2 separate regions of the Mus musculus genome follow, and region 1 is linked to region 2. The links are chromatin contacts, called in public Micro-C maps. All regions are on one chromosome and are shown on one strand. The core of a region is the stretch at or near the end of the contact, and the rest is flanking DNA. Distances in the headings are between cores, read along the strand shown. Region 1 holds the start of Lmx1a (LIM homeobox transcription factor 1 alpha). Region 2 holds the start of Prrx1 (paired related homeobox 1).

Region 1 (6,402 bases), core at 431-2,930, 4.4 Mb after region 2:
ACTTGGCCCCAGGCTTTTCTTGGAATAGAGGAGCAAGACCCTGTTCCTGCCTCTAGAGAGGCTGGAGGGCTGTCGCTGCAGAATGTTATGAATCACAGGGAATTAAAAACTGCCCCCAGGATCTTCTTTTCTAAGAAAAGTCCCCTTGGCTGACTTCTAGTCTAGCATCCAGCCAGCAGGATAGGATAGAGGGAGCCTGATTCAAGGTTTGGCCATGGGTCCCATTATTGCATTTCCCAGCAGTGAAGTAGTTTCAGCCAGAAACGGTGAGTTGAGTTTTAAGCCAAAACAAATTTGTAAGTTGCAGGAGCAAGTGGGTGAATGAAAATCCGAAGAGCTTGGAGCTTCTGGTGCCAGAGTTCACAAAGCAGAGAGGATTGGGGTTGGGGGCTCTAGGCGATCCCCGCGACCTCCAGGTGTCTGAGGTTAGTCATCACTTACGGTGCAGATCCGAGAGCAACCGGATCCCCATCCCGCCCGCGTGAAGTCTAGGTGGCACGGATCTCTGCCGAGTCTGGGGTGTAGCTCCCCCGGGGCAACCGTTCCACGTGGAGAGAAGGAAAAGTTTGGCGCGTCCGGGAGGTCCGGGCAGCAGACTGGAGCATCAGGCTGTAGCCTCGCGGTGGGTCGAGCAGCCAAGCCGGGGAAACAGAGCACCGCGGGCCCCGCCACGGGACGCGCTCCCAGGCCCCCGCCCTGCGCACCCCACCCCCTTCCCGGGCCGCGCACGCAGCCAGCGGCCACTGTCAGAAACCGCCCGAGCCGCCTCGAAGAAGGCAGGGCGGACTTTGCACCCAGGACCCTGGGCCTCCGGTTCCACCGCCGATCTTGGAGCAGCCGCCTGGTTTCCCCTTCCCGGCTGCAGAGCGGCGCGTGTTGGCGGGACGTCCCGAGGAGGATCGGCGGCTTGAGGCCACGGCCCGGCCCCACTCCGGCGCGCCGAGGAGCGGAATCGGGGGCCGGCGTTCGCTCCTGCTCTCTCCCGGGTGCGCCGGAGTCCGGGCGGCTGCTCTGGCTGCAGCCTAGGGGACGCCTCCTCCCTCCGCCAAAGCTGCCCGGCGTCTCCCGGCCACTTCGCGCTGCTCCGGACGCTGGGCGCGAGCTCGCCCATCAGGTAAGGAAGGCTGCGGGGATCCTTAGGCTCCGGCTCGGGCGGGCGTGTTTCTGAAAGTTGATTTGAAATGCATCCAAGAGTGAACCGGGCCAGTCGCGGCTCCTCCCCAAGGCGACTCCTTTGCTCCTGCAGACGTTCCCGGCACTGGCCGACCGGCGGGAGGACCTCCCCGCGCGCCCCGCACGCCTACTCCCGAGCGCCCCCCCCCCACCCCCCAAGCAGAGCGCTGCGCCAGGAGTACGGAAGCAGGCGGGACAGTCTCCGAGTCCCTTACTCTGCCTCTCTCTAAGACAGGTGAGGGTCGAAAGTGAGTGGTGGTGCCACTGGGATATCGGACCTGGTTGGTCCCGGCTTGGCCCTGGCTCTGAGAGCAGGCGTACCCCCACCCCATCACACAGAGTACCATAGTTCTAGTGGTGGGATCCCTAGGGGCCACATTAGTATAGGATGGGGCGGAGTCGGTCTTGGAATGGGAAACCTGGGGACAGGGGTGGGGGTGGGGGTTAGGAGAACGCAGTTAGGGGGCGGAGGCCTTAGCACATAACGCGTTGACTTCAAGTGAAATCAGAGCCGTCCGAGCAGTTCACGGTGGCTCTTCTCTCTCCTCCCACCTTACATTTCCCTTGTCTGGACTCTACCCTCTAGGCTCATTCTTGTCGCCCTGGACACTGCTTCTGTCCTGTCCCAGGAGAGTGGCAACTGAGGGTGCGGAGTCCCAACAGGCACGGGAAGCTAGACTCAACCGTTCCTCCGCTCTACAGGTCCTCCTGGCTCACCCCGAACATGTTGGACGGCCTGAAGATGGAGGAGAACTTTCAAAGTGCGATTGAGACCTCGGCATCTTTCTCCTCTTTGCTGGGTAAGTGTTCAACCGCATGCTCCCTAGAGCATCCTCCTTCTGCCGGGGCCGGGAGCTCAGTACGTCAGGTCTCTGATACTGGGTTAAGCGACCAGACTAGCACCCTCTTCGCGCGCACACAGAGGTGCCCACAATCTCTGTCTTTCCGTGTCCATCAGTCCTTTTGAGTCGTCCCTACCTAAATACAACCATCAAGCCTCCCCAGGCTTCACGAGTTCAACATCGAATTCCCCAAAGCCTTGAGGGGCGGGCGAGCATGTTCACAAGGCATTTGAGTGGCAAGTGATTAATAATACCCAGGGCTGGATTTTTAATCACGGAGCTGATCGACGGCTCATAAATGCCACCGGTTTCTCAGAGGCCTGTGTCCTAGCATGAGAGATCCGAGGCCCAGAGCGCCCAGGTTCTTCTCTTCCCCCACCAACTGCAGCCCCAATTTTAGTATTGGGCATGGCCGAGAGGCTTTTCCGGGCTGGTGGGCAGCGCTGCGCTGGGATTAGCTTGCACGGCGGGGCCCTTGCCTGGTCTTTAATTAACTGAAGCCGGACCCCTGTTCCGCAAGCTTGGTATCCCTCTACCCCCAACCCAGCCACTTCGAAGGAGCAGAGAATAGAGAGATCCAAAGAGTCATACCCATGGGTCTTTCAGAGTTCAGGCTTGTTTTGCCAGTGTCTCTTCAACTCTCCCTTTGGAATTTTCAAGTTTGGAGAAAAAAATGTTTTGTTTTGTTTTGTTTTTAAATTTTCTTTCTTCCTGTGTTTCTTCCCGCTTCTTTCTGAAGGAGAGATTTTTCTTTTATTTAAACCTCTTGCCTCTTTCTCTAACTTTAGAACCAATAGAGTGGGGCTGAAAAAATTTCGATTATAGAAACCATGTCCAGAGAGAAATCGCCCACTCCACCCCAACAGTTCAGAGGAAACGAAATTACAAAACCCATGCCCTCTTCTTTCAACCTCCCTTTCGAAATTGTCAGGATTTTCTCCCCAGAGCAAGAAGGAAGACGCAGGCTAGAGCCTGTGTGCGGACTCAGGCACACTGGGTTTGGTTCTCTGCACCATGAGACCCGCGACCCATCCTATGGTTTGTCCCAACCATAGGATGGGGTGCTGAGACCAAGACAACAGAAATTTACAATTGAGAACGACCACTTTCTCCCCAGGCCTTCTTGCTGGCTTCCCACCACACAAAACGACCTGTCCAGCTTACAAAGCAGAAAGTGAGATTAGTGTAGTGGTATGGAGAAGGATCGTCCCTTTGGGACATCACAGACAAGAGTGTTCTTGTGGGACAAGGGCTTCTTTAAACGGTTGTGAAAATTGTCAACAAAGGCGGCCAAGTATTTCTCCCTTGCTTGTTGGGGGCAAGGGGGGGGGCTGGAACAAGACCCGAAGGGAAAAAGTCAAAAAGGTCAAAGGGTAGGGCAGAGAAGATTCTCTGACTGAGCTAAGAGGTTTGTTGCTCCAATCAGCGCTTCTGAGCGCAGAAGATCTAGAATTCTCTGGCCAGCACCCTTCTCAGGGTCTCTGCGCTCAGCTATTATTTTTCCCCATCTTGACGTTTCCTAATTATGAAAAGCCACCTGCAATTTTCACGCCAAACAAGACATAGGAGAGATTCACTAGTTTGCACAGTACTGAGCTCACGTAGGGAGAGATGGTATTTTTCTGCCCCCGCAGGCCGCCTTTTATGAAGAAAACAGAAAATGATAATTTTCCTTAAAAAAATAGAACTCAGTTGCAAGCAAATTATTATCGATCATTTAAAAGTAGTCAAAGGACACAAATACAGTGATTTAATGATTAATGACGACTTGAGAGTCCTGGGAGCACAAATTTATATGTAATCTAATTTAAAGGCGTAGTGAAAGCTCGCAATATACCTGGATCTGTCTAATAACTAAGACCATTTATTGACTTCAGCCCCCTCCCTCGCTAAAATTTATACCTTGCTACTTAGTCTTTATGTATTAGTAACGTCATCGTCACTTGGTTTGATTTTTCGGAATATCTGATCATCAGAGGAGCTTCCTGAGGGTGCAAGGCCCAGGGTGGGTCTAATCCTATCGAGAGCAGGTTTGGCTGGGGTTAGCTTGCCGGTGTGGCTCACCGGCAACATCTGTTGCTGTTGTAGGCAGAGCGGTGAGCCCCAAGTCTGTCTGCGAGGGCTGTCAGCGGGTCATCTCGGACAGGTTTCTGCTGCGGCTCAACGACAGCTTCTGGCACGAGCAATGCGTGCAGTGTGCCTCCTGCAAAGAGCCCCTGGAGACCACCTGCTTCTACCGGGACAAGAAGCTCTACTGCAAGTACCACTACGAGAAGTAAGTGCCTGCTTCGCCGGAGCGCGCCCACTCACCTCCACGGGTGTGCGCTGGGGACCGTGTCCTCCTGCACCCTCTTCGAGGAGGCACTCGCAGGAAAGGCCAGTAAATCTCGCGCATCCGCGTTCGGTACACTCCCCGGGTTGCGGGAAGTCCATCCGTATGCACAACTTGGGGCCCGGGAGAGCCGCAATGCGGGGTTTTTGGTTTTGTTTTTGTTTTGCCGCGAACATATTTTCAAATCATTCCAAGTTCATCAACCCGGGCCAGGGCATTCACAGAGATCACTTTGCCGGGGAGCGGGGAGCTAGCGACTAGCGACCCTTTTTTTCCATTTCATCTTTCTCAAGGGTTTGCATGGCTCTGGAGTTTGTGCCCATCAGTAAGGATCGGGTGGTTTCTGTCCCGTGGGCACATTTTTTTTTTCTCCTGGGCTTGATCAAATCAGGTTTGGAAATGACCTTTTTTGCCCTGCACCCTTGTTTGGCGTTTCCAGTAACCCCCTCTTCGGGTTTTCAGGAGTTCGTAGGCTAGAGGGAAACTGTTCTGCAGAGCGTCTCCACCCTGTTCTAGACTAGGGAAGTTATCTGACAGGACGCATGTTCGATGCTCATATCAGCATGCAGAACTGGGAGGCAGGTAATGAAGAGAGCGAGCGGTTCTTTTCCCAATCTGGATTTCTGAAATACCCTTGGGATTGTGGTGTGTGTGGTAGGATGCCCTTATTGTCAGAAGACTGGCCAGGAGGAGCCCTGCGGAAGTAAGGAGAGGAAGCTGTCTTGCATTTCAACACTGGCCAATTCATAGGGACATTGGATTCCTAGGATTGTGGAGGGCTAGCCAGAAAGAAAAATGGCTCAGAGCTCTTCTGTTTTTGTGCGCAAGGGCTGGCATATGTTGATTGTGTGTGCATGCATGCGTGTGTGTGTGTGTGTGTGTGTGTGTGTGTGTGTGTGTGTGTGTACACGGAGGAAATGCAGCCCCTTTCACTCCACTATGTGGAGAGAGGCTGAGGAAGGTCAGCGTGTGCCTGTGCCTGTGCCTGTGACGACGACGCACAGTGAAAAGAAGTGCAAAGGAGGGTTGGCTATCAAAACAAAAAACACAGGGGAAAGGAAGAACAGAGGAAAAAAAAATGGACCAAGTTAGACGCAGCAGCCACCACCACCCTCTCTGCTACTCAGTCCTCCTGCTCCGACATAAAATGCCTGACTTTTACCTCCGTGTGGAGAGACCACCAGGTCTTCCTGTTGTCTCAGAAGTGCTTTACATTTTTTTCAGAACCTAAAAAAACCAAAACCCCCCAAAACTAACAAAATCAAAAACAAAAAAACAACAAAAGCAAAAACAAATCAAAATAAAACATGCTTGCATTTATGTGAGTTGTACAATACAGAAATCAGCAAAGAAGCAAAACTCCCCCTGATCTTTATGGTAAACAATTTTGAAAGAAAAAAAAAATACTGCTGTCTGTGCTGGCTTGTCTGCTTGTAGCCCCCGAGTCCGGGTAAAAACTGTGATTTTTAGGTAATTAAGCGGATTTGGTCTATACAACGTCAAGTAGACAAAGCCTGGTGACTGCTCGCTTCCCCCCCCCCCCTGCTTTTCATGGCCGGTTTTGGTATTGTGTGAGCCCAATCTTTATCTTTCTGCTTATAGATTAGAGAAAGGTCCACATCCTTCAGGCACAACACTGGCAAATTCAAACGTATTGGAGCTTAGGGAAGGATTTGGCTTGTGATTTTTCTATTCTGTTTGTTAAAAAAAGAAAATCAGGAATCAAAGAAGGCTCAAGGGTCAACACAGCTGTCTGGCCAGTCAAATCTTCTTTAAGGAAGTCAGGCTGTGTCAAGAGGAGAAGAAACAGTTGCCTTAGAGTGCTTAACAGAACAGTATCCCTTCCATTGCAGCCCTCCAGGTTTGGGCTTATTAGCCGAGAGGGTCAGTTCTCCCCTCACAAAGCTATTTCTGCGAAGAGAAAATTGCAGGGATCAACTTGCCAGCTGTTGGTCAAAATCAAGATTTTATAGAGGGTGTGAGCTACATTGTTCAAAGACCTGTTAGTGTGATGCTGAAAGGGTTTTTTTTTTAATTTTAATTTAAAAATATTTA
Region 2 (6,322 bases), core at 861-3,360:
GACTAAGGCTGGGGAAGGCAGCTTGTTCATAGACTTTTCTGGAGGTCTAGGGGCCAACAGGCCGTGCTGCACAGGAACTTGGGCCTGCAACCCGCGATTCCCCTATGCAAATATGGTGTTAGACCAAGCCAGGCAGTCTCTGGATTTTGCTTCTAACGAAAATTCTCCTAGCTTCATCAAGGTTTAACTTAATAGGTGGGTTTTTAGCTCTATCTTAAACAAGGTAGAGATGACAGCAGAGGTCAGAGAGCAAGCCTGGGCGACAAGAATTGTGTGTTCCCGCGCTGCCCTTAGTCTTTTCCAGGCTTGGGTCATATGCACAGAGGGTATGCGACCTTAGTCCTGTCTTCCAGGTTCCTCTGAGCACAGTGCTTTCCCTTCAACCCCAGGGAAGACGCGCTCCCAAGCCTGCCCTGCATCTTTGTTCCCTGTTTTCTCTAACCGAGGTGGCTGTGTAGCCTGCGCTCTGGCCGGACCGGACCGCTCCTACCCTGGCGTGGACGCCCCGCCTGCCTGCGGGATTTCTGACCGCCGCTCCGCCCGAACTGGAGATGCAGCCCTGGCGGCTGGAGACAGTGGTGGCCGCAGAATCCCTGCATGGGATCCCCTGGCCTCCCAGCGTCCCTGGGCCTCCGGGTCTCTCTCCAGCGCCCGCTTGGCTTACAGCATTGGGGGAGCCCTCTTTTTCTCATCGGTCTTTCTGCGATCAGCAACCAGCCACTTTTCCCAGGACTCCTAACTTCTTAACGCCTTGTCTCCCCGAAACCGAAGCCTGGAACACGCTCCCGCCGCCCTCCCCGGGCCTCCACCCTGTGTCCCCAGCGCACACTCCCCGGAGCACGCGCCCTCACTCACTGTCCTGCTGAGGGGTGTCGCTGCCACTGGTCAGTCCCGGTGACTCCAGCAGGCTCCGGCCCGCCTCGCCCACACTTTCGTCTGCTTGTGCCGCCACCATGTCCCCGGCCTCCTCCAGGTCTAGCAGGTGACTGACGGAGAAGTTCTTTTTCGCCTGCAGGGTGTCGAGGTTGCCCGGGCTGTCCAAGCGGCCGCCCAGCGCCGGTTGCCGCTCCAGAACGTGCCCGTAGCTGGAGGTCATGGTCTCCCCTCCAATCCCACCCACCCCCCTCTTCCCGCTCGAATCAACACCAAACGCTGTGGGCGTGAGGGGGGAGAGGAGCCGAGTGGGGAAGAAAGAGGGGGGAGTGGAGAGAGAGAGAGAGAGAGAGAGAGAGAGAGAGAGAGAGAGAGAAACAGAGGGTGGGACCCCTTCTGAAGTGTAGAACTTTCGGGACAAGTAACTTTCCCTGCAGCCTCGGTTACTTCGCTAAAGCCAAGTCCAGCGCGGTCCAGAGAGATAATCCACACCAAAAAGTTCAAAAATAAAAACAAAACAAACAACCTATGCTTAGATCAAAAAGAAAAAAAATATCCCTTTCAACTCTTAAAAAGCGTCCACTCGCAGACACTAAAAATAATAATAAGGGGGAGCGAGGAAAGGGGAGGCCAGCGGGGCGGGGGAGTTAGGCAAACAGAAGAGAGAAGAAGGGGTGGAGAGAAGAATCAAAGTGGCTTTAAAAAAATTAGAGAAAGAGGTTAAAAAAAGTTATTCCCCCGGCAAGAGTTCAAGCGCCAACAGAAGAAGGCTTGTTCCAGCTTTAAAATGTCTTCAAGAAAGCGCGTTCCCCCTCTCTGCACTCCTGTGGATTCTCGGGAGTGACTAGAATTTCAGGAGAGTGATGTCTTGCAGATGTATTAGAGAGCAGGATTCTCACTTTACTCTTCGTAAGGAGGAAAAAAAAATAAGAAATAAAGAAGCGGGGCTTCAAGAGTCTGCAGAAGGGTGGCGGTCCCCCTTCCCTCCGCTCTCTCCCCCTTCTCCGTGCGGAGCTCCTTTTCCCTTCTCAGTTGGATCAAGAAGCTCTCTGGCACTTCAAAAGGCACAGGCTGGCATGGAGAGGAGGCTTTGTAGGGAATACAAGAAAATTGGAGACCCCTGGGAGGGCAGATCTCCACTTAATAGGAGCCTGTAATTACGTGGCAAAGCCTTTGTGCGGCGCCTGACGTTTTACAGACCCCCTTTCTCCATCACAATCTCCTACCTCCTTTTCCTCGGACCGAAAAAACAGTCTGATTAAGAAAACCCCTTTGCCAACATCAGAGCCAGAGAGAAAGGGAGAGGGAGGGAGCAAGAGAGGAGGAGGGAGGGAGGAAGGAGGGAGGGAGGGAAAAGGGAGGGAAGCTAAGGAGAGAGCCCCTTTGGATTTTTAAAATAAAGGTCTAATTATCATTCCCTTGCAGTAGTATCACAGAGAGAAAAGTGCCCGAAACCCGCAGTCACTTTAAAACGGGGCTGATTATTTTGTTTCAGCATTAACTCCTCCGGATTTGTTTGAGATCCTCTTGGAATATCTCATTTGCATGTTTTGATAACAGCTGAGGGCAAACTTGTTAGGAAAAGAAAAAAGAAAAAGGAACAGGGAAAAGATGCACATCTATAACAGTCAAATCTGCGGCTGCACCGCCCCCCAGTAACTTTTCCTGCAGCTTTGTTTTGGCGGAGAGCGCAGGGAGAGTCTGAGACTGAACGGCAAAAAAGAGCAAGCCTATTAAAGCTCGTTTGGCTCTGTAGAGACAGCCTATTAAATAATGTAATAAAATAACAAGAGCGATAATAACGGGAGGCTCTCTACGATCTAAAGACGGCTTGGGCAGATCCAGAAGTCTTCAGCTTCGAATGGATTCGAGACTTTCGCTGCCACCAGAAATCCCCAGGCTTCAGACAGTAGAAAATTTACATATTCATTAAACCAGAAGAAAGTCCGTCCTGATAATTCCCCTACCTTTGCCAATGTTCTAATTTCTTGCTCGTAGCCGAGGCTGCCCCAGATCAGAGCAGACAGGAACACTGGGGCTGAAGAAGTTGGGGGGAGCAGGAGGAGCTGGGGGTGGGGTGGGCTCTGTGCTAATCTGTATCCAGTTCGGTGAGGCCCTGGCAAACACAGAGACTGAGGAAGGTCGAAGTCTATGACCAGGCTTGACAGAGGGCAGAGCGGTGCTGGACGGTGTTTTCATGACCTGTTGGAATCTGGTAACAGCTTTAATAGTCTCATTAGGAATGAGTTACTATATGGCCAGTAAGTAAAATAGTATGTGCTTATTTGTGGCGTTTTATGTTCTTTAAACACACACATACATACGTTTCCCCTCGCTCCCCTGATTGCTAGATTTCCCCTTCTCCTGTAGCTATGAGATTGAATTGAAAAGAAGGAAGGGTCCCAGTGTGTATAAATGGTTTCTGTGCTCCAAACGGCCATAGTTAGCCCAGAACTTCCAGCCCTGATCTGGGAAAAGAACATTTGATGCCATCAAAGGGCTGTAGATTGAAACCAGATGTGCGCGCCTCGGTTCTTTCCATGCATTTAATTAAGGAGCCAGGATGGAGGAGACTTTTTCATCATTAGTCCACCCGCCGCCCCCTCCTTTTTCCACCCCTCGCCTCGCTCCAGCCACTCGTGCCGTGCCCCCGACCGGCAGCCCCCAGCCCCGCCAAAGTGCTCTGGTCGCCCCTGCTCGGCAGCTCAGGCTCTGAGCCGCGAAGGTTTGTCTGCCGGAGGGCATCTAAGCCAGAAGAGCTGGTTCTTGCGCTGGGGACTTGCCCGTGGGTGGGCCAGACAGAGTGGGGACTTGAGTATCCTGAGGTGCTTTCGGAGATGCCAACGGTGAGACTCCTAGAGCCTAAAGTGCCTGGAGTGGAAGCGACTCGATGGTCAGGTTAAAGTGGCATATTTCCACCGGTGTCTCTGGAACTCTCTGCTCCCTTAGGGGAAAGGAGACACCCTTTCTCTCTTCCTAAGGCCAGACAGCATCAGTCTCTCCCATATCTTCTCAGACTGGAGGCTCATGCGCTCCATCTTTACTTACACAGATGGATTCCTTTTTCTTTCAGACGTGAGGATTGCCATTTGTGACCAAATCCTGAGTAAAAGATCAGGACTTCTAGCACCCTAGATATTGCCTCCAAGAAGTATCCTTGTTTCTGTTTGCAGCCAGTATGGTTGATACTCCAGAAGACTGTCAAGGAAAAGAGATCAGAGACCATCCCCAGAAATATCATTAAGTGCCTTTCCTTGCATTCCGCCTTTTCTCCAGGAAGCAGGCACATTTTGAAAAACCGCAGCTGGTTACCCATGTTCCTATCAACCAATTGCTACAGTATCAACCTGGGTATTAATGGTTTCTATGGGAACATTTAGATACATTTCTAACATCTGTGTAGCAAATTTGTTTAGATAATAACAAATATAGCATCTAGCATATATAGAAAATGCAAATGTCTGGTATTTTCCTAAAGGTCAGAGGCAAACCAACTACTGCCACTTGCTGACTTCCCCTCCCCCATTGTTCTAGAAACCTGTAGCAAGGAGAGGTATACTAGAAAGGTGTCCTTTGACATCTGTGGGCACAGAGTGTGCTCTAGTCCTCCAAACTGGGGCTCTGGAGTTCCACAGAAACCTGTATCTGCTGGTGCCTAGGGAGGGCAAGGGAGGCGGCTAGGCTACCTAACAACCTTGTTTAGCATTCCTTAGAGGCTGTGCTAGCTCAAAAGACTCCTGGAACCTTTTGTTCTTCCTAGAAGGTCTCCTGGGCTTCAGCTGTGTGCACTAAGCCCTTTTGTCTGGCCAGAAAACTTAGACTATCCCTTGCAGTCAGGGGGAAGGATTGGCTGGACTGGGAAAAGCCCCTCTGAAGCAAGTCCTCTAGGAAACCCACACCCTAAGGAACTTTTGTTACCCCAGGCCTTTTCAGGTGTTTCTGGGTCTGCTCTTTTCTTGTCTTTCCTTTCCCTTCTTCTTCTTCCTCTTCCTCCTCCTCTTCTTCTCTGTCTCCATCTCTGTCTCCAGCTCCATCTCCTCCGCCTCCTCATCCTTCTTCTTCTTCTTCTTCTTCTTCTTCTTCTTCTTCTTCTTCTTCTTCTTCTTCTTCTTCTTCTTCTTCTTCTTCTTCTTCTTCTCCTCCTCCTCCCCCTCCTCCTCCTCCTCCTCCTCCTCCTTCTTCTTCTCCTCCTCCTCCTCTTCCTCCTCCTCCTCCTCCTCCTCCTTCTTCTTCCTCTCTCTCTCTCTCTCTCTCTCTCTCTCTCTCTCTCTCTCTGTCTGCAATTTCAACTGGATTGGATCTGCATCCTGATTGTGTTTACATATGGCATTTGTGTTTTCTTGAGATTCTGGATTGCAACTAAAGACAGTAGAATAGCCCTAGGAGGAAATGTAAGACATTTACATCAGAGAACATTTACATCACATCTGAGCTGTGTGCTTGGGCAGGAGAAGGTGTTCCCAGGTCCCATGGAGTCAACACAGTTACTGCTCTACCAAGCACACTCAGCTCTGGGCCAGGGAGGGCTTTGTTTGTTTGTTTTTGCCTCTTATCTCTTTTATGTCCAGGCTCTAGGATCGATTGTTGGCTGCAGGGGCAGAGCAAGGAGAAAAAAGTTGAACCTAGTTCTCTGGGCTCAGGGCTCAAGGCTCAGTGCTCAGGCTGCAATTACCAGGAGAGCCAAGAACTTTCAGAATTCCAGAACAGAGTAACCATCTGGCAGAAATGCTCAGGAGAGGAAGCTGTGGCTACCAGTACACAGTTATCTTCAAGGAAGGCTGCTGGCCAGGCCTGAGCACTCTGAAAGTCCTAGAGGAAAGTGGCTTGGGTTTGCCTTTGTCTTTCTTTAATCACCATTTTGTCTTCCAAAGTGACCTCCTTGGAGGAAGGTTGGAACATGTGTAGGCTTTCCCTTGCCTTTAACTTTGACTCCTACCCATCAATCATTATTTATAAAAGTCTGTAACCTTGGATGACGTAACTTATAGAGTTCTCTTCCTAGTAAGTCCATCCAGTATTGGGCACTGGATTTCTACCCACTTTCTGGTCTAGCCCCTCTAAAAGCATTTTTGTTTTCAGACTTCCCACCCTGACCTCAGTGGGAGCAAAGGTAGAGCTAGGAATGAGAGTTGCCAAGAGACTAGACTAGGGTAAGAAGGAATTTTGGTTGACAGCCATGTAGCATTGGGTGGTCCTGCCTACAGGCTTGATAGTGATTATTGTCTAGGATGTTCCTGGTGCAAGAAGCTCGCAGACCATTGCTTCATCTGGTTAACAGGATGTCCCCCACTCTAGGCAGCCCCCCCTCTGAGCGAGAAGCCGAGACTTGTGCTCTCTGACATCTTAATTTGCTGACATGATAATCACACATGACAAACACAGGTTCCCTGATACATAAAGAACACGGTATTACCCTCATGCAAACAACACGCCATGTCAGGGGTGGAAG

The links. Hi-C and Micro-C count contacts between places; a contact is called where the count stands out from the background.
Region 1: a contact with region 2 is called in a Micro-C map of embryonic stem cells, with 14 times the contacts expected there. The contact joins the promoter of Lmx1a here to the promoter of Prrx1 in region 2. A contact is called at or near these places in 3 of 484 Hi-C or Micro-C datasets (embryonic stem cells and epiblasts).

What each region holds. Positions count from the first base shown.
Region 1 is chr1:167,687,878-167,694,279 of GRCm38.p6, forward strand. It overlaps Lmx1a (LIM homeobox transcription factor 1 alpha), which reads left to right and starts at 1,681. Exons shown (of 8, transcript NM_033652.5): 1 at 1,681-1,973; 2 at 4,104-4,290. The coding sequence starts at 1,898.
Region 2 is chr1:163,311,540-163,317,861 of GRCm38.p6, forward strand. Prrx1 (paired related homeobox 1) reads right to left here and starts at 2,111. Exons shown (of 4, transcript NM_011127.2): 1 at 856-2,111. The coding sequence starts at 1,096.